Linked DNA regions of Gossypium hirsutum: region 1 is linked to region 2. A link is a contact called in public Hi-C data. All regions are on one chromosome and are shown on one strand. The core of a region is the stretch at or near the end of the contact, and the rest is flanking DNA. Distances in the headings are between cores, read along the strand shown. Region 1 overlaps LOC107945343 (a long non-coding RNA gene). Region 2 holds the start of LOC107945341 (AP2-like ethylene-responsive transcription factor ANT).

Region 1 (4,237 bases), core at 1,716-4,215, 170 kb after region 2:
TTTGCGTTTTCTTGAGAAATGCAGTAGCTTTCTTTTCTTAAAATGTTTTGGAGCTCTAGAATCTGTCTTATCAAATCTCAAAGTCCTTCTTCCCTCTATCTTCATTTGTTACCCTTGAATTTTAATGACTTGCTGAAGAAATAAATCTTGTGCAATAGGAATGTTTCCTTTGTTAAAAACTTTCATGTGCTTCCTTCTGTTATCTTGTTGTTTCATTTTGTTACTTGGTGTCTGGAACCCTTCAGTAAGTTATCATATTGAAAATATTTTGCTGCAATATTCACTATTATTGTGGTAAAATGTTTTGTTATTAATATGATGGTGTTTGTCCTGAAATAATACCACAGGACTTGGAAACTGCATTTGGTCATTCAAATTCTTGTAAGAGCTCCATAACTTTTAAATATGATTTATTTGCTCTATTGTTCATCTGAATTATAAAACTGCTTGGTAACTGTTAATAAAATTGCCATGTTGAATATGTCGTTTGTTATTATTTCCCCATGCTCCAGCTTTAATGTGGCATGCTGTTTTAAGTAATCAATAGATGGAAATGGTTGTCATAAGCCTGGATAGCACCAGATTTATATATTGATTATCAAAAAATTATTCTATGAGCCTAGAGTCATAAGTTATGCAAATGTTCAAGCAAGCAAAATAATCATGTTGCTTACTTCAAGATCTCTTTGTTTCATATTTCATTTGTGGTGCTTTCCACCACCATATAGTTGCTAAGAAGTAGGCTCTGATTATTTTTTGAATTTGTTTAAATGTAGTGTTACATTTCAGCATGAAAAAGAATCAAACATAGAGCAGGTGGAGCAAATGCAAGCTATGGAGAAGAATCTAATCCGGATGGGATAAGAAGTTGAAAAGCTACGCGCTGAAGTCTTGAGTGCTGAGAAGAAAATGCATGGTAACTTTATTTTCCTATATTGGGACACAATCTGGTTGCTTCTTTTCTTTTTCTCCTACATTTTCCCTCTGTTAACACTTACACTGATGTTGTGTTCTTTAACAAAAATAGGAACGGTACCATATGTCGGTGGCTACATGAATCCTGATCCTTCATAAGCACCACCTTTTCAAGGTGGCACCACCTTTTTTAATGGCTACAGTCGGCCTGTAATGCAGACGGGTCTTGGGCCAATAGAGGGCCTAATCCCTTTTGGTAATAGTACTAATGTTCCAGCTGTTATTGCTGCAACCGATAGTCAAACTGTCCCTAGCTCAGTTTGGGGAGCACCCTACGATCCGTCACTTGCTCAGAGGTAAACTAGGAAAAGCTGCCTTGAAAGCCTCGCCTTGACCTTGGATTGTTAGCTTTATGCTATTAAAGATATCAGTAGTTAATAAAACACCACAGATTACAATATGGGCATTCCATATTTTACCCTCAAATTAGCATCTTAGTATCCATTGCACGCTAAACTGTTCAATTGAAACTATGTTTTCTTTTAGAATAGGAGAAAGGTGAAAGAATTAGGTCTTCCTTGCGTTTGAAGCAATTACAAGATGAATGGCATAGTAGTCTCCCTGTATATATGATTTCTGGATATAATATTTAATAATTCTAAGTATTTTGTTTTATATTCTCAAACATTTAATCTAAGGGGTGATGAAATAGTTAGTTCGATCCATTGCTAATTGAACTATAATTAACTAAACTGTTAGTTGAATTGAGCTTTTTTCTGTTAAAATAATTAACCGAAACGAACCAAATTCAATTAATTTTTTCGGCTTTCTATTTAATTGTTGTTTATATAATTTTTTTTTCTTTTGGTCCAAAGTTCATATCATTTTGAAACAATTATTGGCAAACATTACACTAAAATGGTAGTGTGCATTAAATCGGAACAAAAATATGACAAACAATGTGCATTGTCATATATTAGAACAAAAACATTATAACATTACATTACAATGACAGTTGGAATGGAACGAAATTGATAGGTGTTTAATTAATATATGTTTTAGAGTTAAATTCACACTTAGTTTTAGGCTCTTTTTAAGTGAATTACTAAGTTTAATATTGGGTTTTAGTAATTAGATTTTAGATTTTAGTTAGATAGTATTATGTTTGTTTAATTTTAGTGTTACATCAAATATTCAAAACCTGGTTTTTTTTTCTTTGCTCATTGATTGGATCAATCCTAGCACATGCGGTAACCTATATTATTGATTCAGAAAATGTGCATGGTCGAGAAAGTGATGATGATGACGACGACGATGGTGATGGTGATGATGACGGTGAATCAAACAATTCAAGTGGTTTTGAAATGGAATTAACAAGAGATGTTATAGCTTCTAGTTTAATGAATTCACTTTAAATTGTAAATGCTATTGTAAAAGTTTTAGTATTTATATTTGGTATATAAATATTATCCCTTTTTAAAACTTTAATCCAAATATATGTAATATTTTAATTTGTTAGGTTTATGTTTTCTATGTTATGTTTATATATAATATGAGTTATATATTCAAATACATTTTAAAACAAAATAATACAAATGTGTTAAAAGTATTAATTAAAAATAAAAAATAATTTTTATAATAATACAATTGTGTCAATATCTAATTAAAAATATTTAATTTTTATATTTAAATATTTAAATATAGTTTATATATTCTAATTAAATTTTATAAATAATTAATATTAATTACTTAGAAATATTTAAAATTAATATTATATATTAAATTATTAACAATAAGTTATAATAAATTATTTTTTATATTTTTGCTAAAATATCATAATATTAACTAATTTGAACATTATTTAAATACATATTTGTTACTTTATAATATCATATCTACAATGGACATTTTGTTCTTCAAGAGGACTTTTGACAGTAATACCAAACACTCAAATTTTTTCAAAAGCACTTCTCAAAAGCAATAAAGAACTAGCCCTATCTCTCTTATGGATGATGGGGCTAAGCAGCGTAAACCCCGCTGCCAAAAACTAATTCTCATATAGTAAGCCCAAATGTTGAAACCAAAAATAGAAAGCACAAAATGCTTTAAATGGGCGGAGCAAAGTATTGAAATAAAAAGTGCCTAGTGATTTAAATCAATGAAGTGGGCTTACCAACACATTAAAATAATAAAGGACCCCAAATTAATATTTTTAAATAAAAGAAATGGGTTTAATAAACAACTTAAAACGAAAGGAAACATTATAGTGTTATTTCATAAAATAGGCTCAAATCACACTCTGTCTTACAATTCCATTCAATCCATCAATTAATATCATAGGTCTTGGAAGCCCCTAAAATTGAATTAAACGGTCCCTATTTTTGGGGAGATTGAATTAAGCTTACTTTTTGGGTTGAAAGTACCATGTCTAAACACATTATTTCAGATCACATATTAGGGCTAAATTAATAAATCATGTCGAAAATAAAAGTTAATTAATCAAATAGGTTGTTTTTTTTAATTTAGGGAAATAGGCTGTTTTTGGAGAGAGTGTGTGAAAGCATGCTTAGCTAGACGAGCTTTCCTGTTGACATGTCAGGAAAAGTGTACTCAATTGGACGCGCTTTCATACTCTCTCTTCAAAAACGATCTATTTCCCTAAATTAAAAAAAACGGCTTATTTGGCCAATTAAATTTTTTTTCGGCATATTCAGCTAATTTAGCCCCCATATTAGTATAATATAAATTTATGATATTTAATTATTATATGGAGAAATAATTGATAATATGGATGTATGATTTTTTATGTATTTATACAAAAAAATATTTGATACATTACTTGTAAAAAAAATTAATTCCACAAATAACGTTTTAAGAATGAAAAATATTCGTCAATTGAGTTTTAGCTCGATTGGCATGGGCATTATTACCAATATAGGAGGATGTGAGGGTTCGAATACGCTGAAGCGCATTATTCTTCTATTTATAAATTGGAGAAGGACAGTGTGTAGTTATAAGCATTGCGTATAAGAAAAAAAATTAAACCACTTTTAGAAGATTTTACTGGTACTAACCTTTATTATAATAGGGTTTTTTACTAAAATAATACAAAAAAATATAAAAAAAATATCAAAATAATATACAAAAAAATTTATTTACCAAAATAATACAAAAAAAAGACGGCTGAAGGAGGGTAATGGAATGGGGGCACCAGTGGTGCCTTTCTCATTGGCGGCACCGGTGGTGCCATTCCCATTGGTGGCACAGGACTAAAATGTAACTATCTGTAGTTTTAAGGACCTGACATGTAAATTTATCATTT
Region 2 (4,188 bases), core at 1,541-4,040:
CAAAATGGGAGAGAATGGGCAAAGATGGTACCTTCTCAAGTGAGCAACATACTCTTGTCTTGTCATGTTCTTCATTTCTTCAAGTTCTTTTTGGTAATTCTCCAACTGCAAAAAAAATAAAGAACATCATAATTACAGTCAGTACCATAAAAAAAATTTAAAAAGGTTTCCAAGAAAAGCATTAGATTTGAAAATGTAATGAGAGTTAGATAAGTACTGGGAAATTGATGTGAGTGGAGGGTCCCCAATACTTGAGTGCAGCTAGATCATATGCTCTTGCAGCTTTCTCCTCCATGTCATAACCCCCTACAAATTAAGATTTTGGAATGACTTGCCATTCAACATATGACTGTTTCAAACATAATAATATACTTTGATAAGTATTAATAGTGTCAGAAGAGCTTACCTAAATAAACTGTGGAGAATCATCATCATTCCATTAGAATCAAAAACCCCAATCATAAAAATAATTAAAAAAAAAAGTCAGCTCAAGAAATAAAAAAGAAAAAAACTAAAAATAGCGAGTATACTTATTGCAGGAAGCTAACCTTGTCTTCCTTTCCTGCTCTGTCCTTCCTTCTTGCAACTGTTGTCCCATAGATGGGCTTCATATCTACCCGTCCATCTATGTCTGAGTGGTAAACACAACAAAACCAAGAACAGATAAAAATGAAGCTTTTTTTTTTCAGTTAAAAACTTCCATTTCTAAAAAAAGAAAAGCTTTTTTAGTTAAAATGTAAAGATTGATTAAAAACAAATTAGTTTTGGGGAAATCATATAAGACAGACAGAATTAAAAGATAAAAGGAAAACACTTACCTTGTGACACCTCTATACTGAGAGGTTCTTTGACCAAAGGTATCAATGGATTTCCTATGGACAATTTGCTTCTGATCTACCTTCTCAGGCCCTCTTTTCTTGGTTTCCAGGACTGCAGCATAGTCAGTTCCAGAAGGCGAGATTTGCTGTGAACCAGTCACACAGCTTGATTGTGAACCAGGGCTCATTGACAAACTCAAAGACTGCAAATCTCCATATGCTATTGCACCAATAGAGCCGGATTCTGCTCCATTATCACCCATGCAACCAATCATCTTCTGATGCATTGCATGTTCAGTGGAGTAGTTTCTTGAAACCCACTGCTTACCATCATCTGCCATTGTTGGGGCCTGAAGATTGCAATCTGTAACATGGGTTTCTTTAGCTTCCTCTCCTAGTAACATTTCTTGGTTCCTATATCCAGAGTAGTATTGATACTGTTGAACCTGAAGCTGCTGTTGGTGGTGCGTCTGCCTTGAGGACTGTTGCAGGTGGTCTAAGCAATTCTGGTTGTTGTGTTCTTGATTTGGATTTTGATTGTAATACATACTGTCTAAACTTAGAGCCATAGTTTCTCTGTCACTGCTTTCATAGTGATGGGTCCCCATGGTTGCAGCCCCAAAGAAATCCTCCAGTTTTGGAGTTGAAGTAGGAACCATTGCTTCACACCAAAAGCCAAAGAAAAAAAAAACTGAAGTTTAAGAAAAATACTAGTATATTCCCCAAAAGCACAAAAGAAAAAAGAATATTGAACCCAAATACCTTGTGGTTGCTGAGACCTGCCAAGAGCTTCCATTAGACAAAGAGACCCATCTGACTTAAGTGGCATGACAGGAAAGTGAGAATAGAAGCCACCATTTTCTCCTTCAACTCCATAATAAAGTCCATAATTAAGATGAGAAGGAGATTGGAAAAAGCTTGATGGAACTGCTGTAGTAACACCGGCAGCTGAAGCTGAAGCAGACTGTGTATAGTTGTGAGCTTCTTGATTGCTAACCTCCATTTTCATGTTTGGAGAGAGAGAAAAACCTAACCAGTTTGCATTTTTATTGTTATCATCATTGCTTATGGACTTCATTTTCTTATGCGGCTGCTTTGGAACCCAGTAATGATTCTAAGCAAGTTGGGAACTTCCTCTCACTGCAGGAACAACTCAATCATTGGGAAACAAATAACTTAATCATAAAAAAAACGACCATTTCCTTGCTTCACTCTAATTTTTTTAAAGGAAATGAAAAAAAAAACTAAGGATTTTTGTTTTGTAGCTGCAAAAGTAATTTGACCAAATCTAAGAACTCATCTAAAACAAATTCAGAACTCCTGTGACTGAATCTATTCTATATGCATGAGGCCCTCTCTCTCTCTCTCTCTCTCACTCACTGTAAACATTTCTAAAGAGAGACAAAGCAAGTTCCTTTCTTTTAAACTAAACAAAAAAGAAAGAAAAGAGTTCCAGCAAGCTAATGCTGGGCATCGTTCCTGCATTCCATAGGGATCTGTATATGAGAAAGACCTCTCCTTTCTTTTGCTTTACCCTACGCTCTTTGTTGCATTTCCCCCTTTTTTATTCATTCCTCTCTTTTCCTTTTAAAGACCCCAAACCACATTAAGACTTAAAAAAATAAAAAAAGATTAAATAAGAACTATATTCCTGAATGAAACATGGTGCCACCCAAAGACAAGATGCTAGTGGCTGTAGTTCTACTTATGACCCTGTTGGATACTCTCCCAAATTATCCATCAGTTATAAACAAACTCCTCTTTTCGTTCTTGTCTCTTTAAACACTTGCCAGGATTGGGACGTAAGCCCTTAACAGTAATGCTCTTTTTCAAGTATCCAAAACAAAAGCTAGCTAAATACGTCTCTATATCTGTAGTATTTTTTTCCGCTTTTAATCAGATGCTTGTCTTAAAATAATTTAGTAATAATCATTTTTGCTTTTTCCGTAAGAGATCTCACTAAATCAAAACTTACAAAGCTTTCCACTTACGGAAATAAACACTACTAACATCTTTCTTGGTGTGCCAAAATTCAACACTAGTGCGTCATTTGTTATTAGTGTAATAACATTGAGGAAAAGTTTATTTAATATATATGTATTATAGTTAGACTTAAAATAAAAAATAATCAATACAAATTTAAGTTTATAATTAGAAAAATAAAAAAAAATTTTGTAAAAATAAGATCTCTTCACAATAAGTAAAATTTTTTTCTTCTCTTTGCTAAAAATAAATCATAAGAGTGGTTAAACATTACTAATTGAATTATTTTATTGTTTAACTTGTATATTAAAACATGTGTACAAAATAATACTCTATTAATCGTTAGATTAACATGTGGAAGTAGGTAGAGGTTTGTAAGGAGGAGCACTTGGGTAGAGATGAGGAAGGAGAATTTCAGGTAAGAAAGTTTGAATTTGAAGGAGAAGTAGTGTGTACGTGAGAGTGTATAAGTTGTTTGCATGGTCCTTTTACGGTGGGAGGAGACAAGCTTGTTACGTGTCTTAAGGCTATTGACACGAAAGTTTTATTTGATACTTCTAGCAATGACGACAATGCTACGTCCTAAGATAAGACGTCTTATGACAACTGACAATCAATAACCTTGAACTTCACATGGGCCTCACATGGTCTTAGGGGAGACACTTAGTCTCAAGGTTCGCAAGTTACTTCAAGGTTTGCTGGTTCATAAGTCAACTATGCATAGTTCGCTGGAATGTTCATTCGATTGGGAAACACGTGTCAGGTCTCGTTTGGGTACGCTATAAGGTCCATAAGGTTATTTATGTAAGGTACAACAATTCCCCCTAGGCGAGAGAAGGTCAAACACTAACCTTTGCGAACTTGTTGGGGAAGTTCACAGTGTAGTTGTAGATGGCAATGGTTTAGATAGGTGATTGAAGTTCGCGTTGAAGTACTATGTATTTTATGTATGTTTTTGTTTTTGTTTTTATTTTTATTAGTTACTTTTTGAAATTTAAAATTTTGAATTTTGAATCATTGAATTTTTTAATTTTATTTCATTTATGGCGGGTTAAAAAAAATTCATGTATATATATTTATGTGTTTAATGATAAGGCTACTGAAGCGTGTGGCATATTACGATACATTTATTGGGTTCTCAATAAAACTGTCACTCTCATTATTGTTTAGGTATACGTGTAAAGTTATGATTCACGCAACTTTTTGCGTGAGTGAGTGCGTGATAACTTAGTAAGTTTTGAAGTAGTTGAAGGGGTTTTTTTTTTTTAACTTAAAAGGATAATTGAGTCTATTTTTGGTCATCATTTCTTGTCTTTCTAAGGATACTTGTAAAATTACTTGACTCACGGTCTAGAATTGGCTACGATTGTCTTCACTTTGAAGACTT

What was found. A called contact is a pair of places that touch in the nucleus more often than the background predicts.
Region 1: a contact with region 2 is called in a Hi-C map of leaf, with 2.6 times the contacts expected there. The contact joins the enhancer-like site here to the promoter of LOC107945341 in region 2. A contact is called at or near these places in 5 of 34 Hi-C or Micro-C datasets (callus, leaf and seedling).

What each region holds. Positions count from the first base shown.
Region 1 is chrD12:26,796,221-26,800,457 of Gossypium_hirsutum_v2.1, forward strand. It overlaps LOC107945343 (a long non-coding RNA gene), which reads left to right. Exons shown (of 5, transcript XR_001696513.2): 3 at 348-381; 4 at 777-916; 5 at 1,028-1,590. Among protein-coding and RNA genes, the nearest start is that of LOC107945343, 2.9 kb to the left of the region's middle. Within about 2 kb of position 2,966, at least 3 of the 9 cell types and tissues checked have an H3K27ac peak or open chromatin away from gene starts, as enhancers often do. A contact at or near this core is called in leaf, where this site is marked.
Region 2 is chrD12:26,622,198-26,626,385 of Gossypium_hirsutum_v2.1, forward strand. LOC107945341 (AP2-like ethylene-responsive transcription factor ANT) reads right to left here and starts at 2,791. Exons shown (of 9, transcript XM_041106613.1): 1 at 1,581-2,791; 2 at 819-1,479; 3 at 549-631; 4 at 407-415; 5 at 218-306; 6 at 32-105. The coding sequence starts at 1,896.